Linked DNA regions of Mus musculus: region 1 is linked to region 2. Evidence: chromatin contacts called from public Hi-C data. All regions are on one chromosome and are shown on one strand. Each heading gives the region's core, a stretch centred on a gene start, on an enhancer-like site or on the middle of the called end of the contact. The rest is flanking DNA. Distances are from core to core; before and after follow the strand shown. Region 1 overlaps Bcas1 (breast carcinoma amplified sequence 1). Region 2 overlaps Tshz2 (teashirt zinc finger family member 2).

Region 1 (2,700 bases), core at 131-2,630, 680 kb after region 2:
CAGTCTCTATGGATGATGGCTAGACTGTTCACCCTTATGGTTATCACTAACCTTATTTCCCAGCTCTGCATTCTTTTTCTTCTGCTTGGTGGAATCTATAGTCGATTCTTTCCACTGTGTGCATTTTTTTTTAAAAAATCTGATTCTGATGAATTTTTTATTTCCAACATTCCTAATTTTTTTTTTTGAAACCCAAATTCCTTCGCCGATACTTTCCTAGGTCGCTGGTTTCTCATCGGTTTTGCTAACTGTCCCCCGGCGTTGCTGACTCTCCTCTCCTGGACTGGGATTGAATTCAGCTGCTTCTTTGTGTTTTCTTCGGGCTATCAGTCATCTTTTGATACTTTTGAAAGCTTCCTGGCATCTCATCCTCTCAGTGTCTTTGAGCTCGGGAGTTGGGAACCCTGGGAGTCGGGAACCCTGGCTTTTGTAAAAGTCCTGCTGCTTTTCTTTTCTTTTAACAGTTTTTCTCCCCTCTTCTCGGAACAGTTTTTTTTTTTTTCCTTTTCTCTACCATGACGTGTATACTTGTTGGTTTAGATTTTTCTTCTAGTCTTTTCTTTTGGGGGGAGGATTTCTTACTAAACTTCTACTTATTTATTATGGATGCCGGATGGGGTGGAGCAAGTGCCCTGGCATGTGTGTGGATGTCAGAAGACAACTCGCAGGACTCCGTTCTCACCTACCACCATGTGGGTTCCAGGTGTTGTGGACTTAGGTCATCGGCGGCAAGCACTTGCTATGCCATCTTGCTGGCCCATAAACATTATCTCAGGCACAAATGGATGGGAAACAACACAGAGCAGGACAAGTTCAGTAATGTCGCGCATTGTAGGCAACCACTGGGGGTCCTAGAGTGGACCCCTACATGAAAAGAGGCAGCTACCGGAACTCCTTGTTTGCTCCCCACTGTATCTAAGCCCCGAGTGAACGGAGGCTTAGAATGTCAATCTTACAGCCCCGAATGTCTTTAGGAATGCCTTTCGGTAAGGCCAAGTCTGGTTACGAGGGTCAGGCACAGAGCGGAGCCCTGCAGGCACTCGGGAGAAGACGGGGATGCTTACAGCAGAGCAGGCACCCTGTAACAAGCTGCGGGGGACAGGCTCCTCTGTTCCTGAGACTCACTGTCTCAGGCCTCCCAGAAGTTTTCAAAAGGAAATCTGAGATTCCCGGTCTTCACTAAACCATCTGCTTCCGAAGCCTCTGTCTGCTCCCGATGCCTGCTCTCCCCACAAGCGCCATTAGTGTGTGTGTGTGTGTGTGTGTGTGTGTGTGTGTGTGTGTGTGTGACGTAAGTGCTGCGGATCCAAACCCAAGCCCTCATGTTTGCACAGCAAGCACTCCCCCATCTCTCCAGCCCCTCCAACATCACTTCCTACACGACCTTGCTTTACACCGACATCCTGCTACACTGATATCCTGATCTATCAGAATAAATCACAAATAAATCACAGCGTTCAGCAATCACAAGGGGGAGCTGTTACAAATCCTGAAGATGCAACGGGAGTGTAGAATTATGGGAGTTTGCATGGGTAAAATTCTTGCATCAGGCACACAGTTGATGTCGCATCAGGATCTAAATGTAGCAGTTCCTTGTAGAGGGAGGGAGGCAGATGTTGAGTTCTTCAAAAGAGCATTCTATTTAAATATCAAAGGGCTACGGGAATCCCTTGGGAAAAGTGATAAAGACCTTGGAGGGTGTACAGTAATGGCTCTCTGCGGGTTGGATTGGGTAGGGTCGGGTCGAGTAGCAGGAGTCAAGTGACACTTCAAACAGTGGCTCTCCATGCTGGGCAGACGCGTTTGTCGTTCTGAAGTGTCAGGGTTCCTGATGCTGATCCCTGTGGCTTGGAGGAAGATGGGAGACTCGGAATCTTCACTCATGGCTCAGATTTCAAGCTTTCTTCTCTGCTCTCAAGAGCCAAAATGTCTTGGCCAGGAAACCCTAGCACAAACAACAGTGGGAGCTTTGGACCTGAGGGATGGAGTCTTGATTACCAGCTTGATTTGCCTGGATGTTGAGTGATGTCATGGGAATCCGAGTGGACTATTAACCCTGTGTTGCCCAGAACATTTTGAAGAGGCCACAATGAAGCTCAGTTCCCGTGGGTAACACCGGGGCAGCGACATCACACCATCATCCACTCTGTCTTCCCTTCTCTCCACCTTCCTAGTGTGTGTATACTTTGCAAAACCAGGGAGTGCACAGGGCTACTTCAAGTGCAAAGCCACCTGCTCCAGCACTGCCACTCAAAGACAGCAGATGGCTGAGTTAGTCCTGGGGGTTTTGCTTGTTTTTTGTTTTTGTTTAAATCAGGTAGATAACATGCATCTGACATGCCTTTCTACCAAATTTGATGACTCTCACAGTCATTTTCCTTCCTGTCTCTGCCTTCCACCCTTTTCACAACTAACATCTGCAAACTGATGTGGATCCTCAAACATTCTTGGTATTTGGACATGGTGGCTGTGTTTATTATTGTGAGTGGGTGTGAAAGCCAGAAGAAGACAGTATCAGGTGTTGTTCCTTAGGTGACATCCACCTTCTCTGTCTGTCTGTCTATCTGTCTATCTGTCTGTCTGTCTGTCTGTCTGTCTGTCTGTCTGTCTGTCTACACACACACACACACACACACATACCACATTACCTTATCCATGAATATTCTAGAAGTTTCTACATTGTTTCTTTCATTTCCCCTG
Region 2 (2,700 bases), core at 157-2,656:
GGATATTGGATGGTTTTAGGGGTTTTTTTCTTAATGTTTTCTTTTCCTGTTACTTAACTACAGTGTGAGTCACTTTTAACAATGAAATTATTATCTCTTAAAAGGAAGAGGCTGATATGGGATGAACTAATGGATCCTTTTCAACAGTCCAGCCTGGGAAACTATTCTGAGAGATGAACAGAGTGATTCTTGCACACTATTAACTCCATCTGCCAAGTGGAAAACATCCCTCTGTTTTCAGTTTGGGGTCCAGGTTGATGGATGGGACTTTTCCATTGTGAAATATGCATGTTTAATTATCATTTCCACTGACCTCAGTGTTTGTACTCACAATATACATCAGCTGAATGCACAGGCTATTAATCACAAGGGTTCTGTTCAGGGTTTCTCTGGGCCAAGCTTTCATTGCATACTTTAGGATATCCAAAGTGTGGACACTACTGTGTCTGAGTTCCAAATTTCAAGAACGGACAAAAAGTGACAGGCATGGCTTTCCAGTTCCGGGTCTTACATGTCACTATGAGGGAGGTTACCTTCTGCTCAATGTCACCCCCCTGTGGGGCCCTCCTTGATGACTTTTGAAGTTAAATATATATTCCCTTGATTAAAATACTCTTTCCTTCTTTTAAGAATACTTTTAGTAATGTTTGTCTGTGTGTGGGGAAGGGGTGACATGCAAGCCAAAGCTTGTGTGCATGTGGAGGGCAGAAGATAGCTCGTGGGAGTCAGTTCCTTCCTTCTGCCATGTGGGTCCTGGGGTTCAAACTCGGGCCATCAGACTTGGCATCGAGCAAGCGCTTTACCTTCTGAGACAGATCATTTGCCTAGTGGCACACTCTTTGACTGAGAAGCTAAGTGTCTTTTTCCTCATTGCACACCTTTCGGTATTCAAATATACTTGAGACAGCACTGATGAAATGGAATCCTTGTATATCTTGAGCTTGTATATCTTGTATATCCTTGTATTTTGAGCTTCCCTGAAAGGGATGATCAAAACTCTGGCCTTTGTGTTGACCCAGGGCCTCAGTTTGTCCTTTTGGAGAGAACCATTCAGAATTCAAGTCAAAGAAAGTGGGTTTAGTGTTAGGTTGAAAAGAATCTGTGACAAATGCAACAGTAAAACAAGCCTGGAATTTTTAATACTTCTATTTATTGGAATAGGTATGGACTGGAGAGGCAGACAAAACTTACACAACAATGAACAAGGGAAAGGAAAACTGTGGTTGCTGTGTCTGAGTTCCAGGGACTCTTAATAAAGGCATATTCCGATTGGGAAGAAACAGAAGCCTATCTGCGCATACAAATGTAAATCACTTCTTTGAAACAAGGTCTTTAAACACCTCACCCCTCCTGGGCCAGGCATGCGGGTCACATGCTTCCTGTGTCTTCAGAGCTGGGCTCCACTTATTGGGAGCCACTGCAGGAGGGAGGACTTGTTTGAAACATGCTTGACTCCCCCATCAGAGCCCTAGCCCCTCCCTAGGTGTTTGGCCTCAAAGGTCAGTGTTTTTCCCAGTCCACCACAGCTGGTTTATGTCTGCTTTTGCCACCGGCGTTTCCACCAGGCGGAAAGCTTTGAAAAGGCTCCAGTCACATTTTGAAACTTCATGACAAAAAATTGAATGTCATCCAGAGACTAGTTTAGGATTTAAACATCGCTGTCAATCTAGGCTGTCACCACCACGAGATTTTTTACCCCGACGATAGATCACGGTGATGTGCTGGCCCTGACGGGTCTTGGACTGTTAAAACGATTGAGAACGGAATCTACTGGGCCATGCAAATAAATAAAAAGAGACAGGGAGTGTCAACCCTTGATGTGATTGCCTTCTTGGTTGTCAGGTCCTGGATGTTTCCAACCAGGCGTTTCCTGTTCTTTCCCGGTAACAGTCTGTGCAATGGGAAACAGAGGAAGTGGGACCTCCACTTCCTCACCAGTTTGAGGGTTGATAGTTTTGATCATTGAATGGCTAAAGGACAGACTAAAATGGAGACACCATTAGAACTGAAGTCAGATTCCAAAAATGTGTGTCTGTGGACAGAAAGAACAGGTCACAGACGCTGATTGCTGACATGAGCTGATCTAGGCAGGCAGAGAAGGAAGTACAAGGGCCAAGTGAGAGGAATCATGGAAGACGGGATGTAGAAACTTTAAGATGGAGGAACGTAGACATAGAAATGGTTGGATGTAAATGGGAAGGTGTGGTAGACATGTGAAGGGCTTGGATGGAACGGTCTAGGCACAGGAAGCAAGCCACCATGACTGACAAGAACTAAGCCACCCCTAAGTCAAGAAAAGATCAGAATGAAGATGTTAGTGGCAATGGAGTAAACGACCATCGCCACCAGCAAGGGGACTCATGGAGCACTCAGGATTGGAGATATTCAGTTTTCAGCCAGGGAGAACCCAGGAAGGACAAACAAAGACAAACTGGTTGGTTCTGTGGGTAGGATGTAGGCTCTTCCGGGACAGTGTGAGAAGGAGCTAGTGATGCACTTGATCAGTTAATAGCCCGGCACCAAAACAGGCAGATTCCCTGGTCACCTCTACAGGCAGGATCCTTGCTATCTATTCCATGACTTCACTCTCCTCATTTGTAGCGAGAGGTGCTTGCGCCAGATGGGTTTCCAAGGCAGTTCCCAATTTGGGAGAGAGTGGTTGGGGGCCCTGTGAGGAGGCACCCTGTTTTAGGAAGATTC

What was found. A called contact is a pair of places that touch in the nucleus more often than the background predicts.
Region 1: a contact with region 2 is called in a Hi-C map of nephron progenitors, with 2.2 times the contacts expected there. The contact joins two enhancer-like sites.

The regions. Positions count from the first base shown.
Region 1 is chr2:170,410,146-170,412,845 of GRCm38.p6, forward strand. All of the region lies in intron 3 of Bcas1 (breast carcinoma amplified sequence 1), which reads right to left. Among named protein-coding and RNA genes, the nearest start is that of Bcas1, 16 kb to the right of the region's middle. Within about 2 kb of position 1,381, at least 33 of the 459 cell types and tissues checked have an H3K27ac peak or open chromatin away from gene starts, as enhancers often do. A contact at or near this core is called in nephron progenitors, where this site is marked.
Region 2 is chr2:169,727,390-169,730,089 of GRCm38.p6, forward strand. The region is part of intron 1 of Tshz2 (teashirt zinc finger family member 2); the gene reads left to right. Among named protein-coding and RNA genes, the nearest start is that of Gm34344, 62 kb to the left of the region's middle. Within about 2 kb of position 1,407, at least 22 of the 459 cell types and tissues checked have an H3K27ac peak or open chromatin away from gene starts, as enhancers often do. A contact at or near this core is called in nephron progenitors, where this site is marked.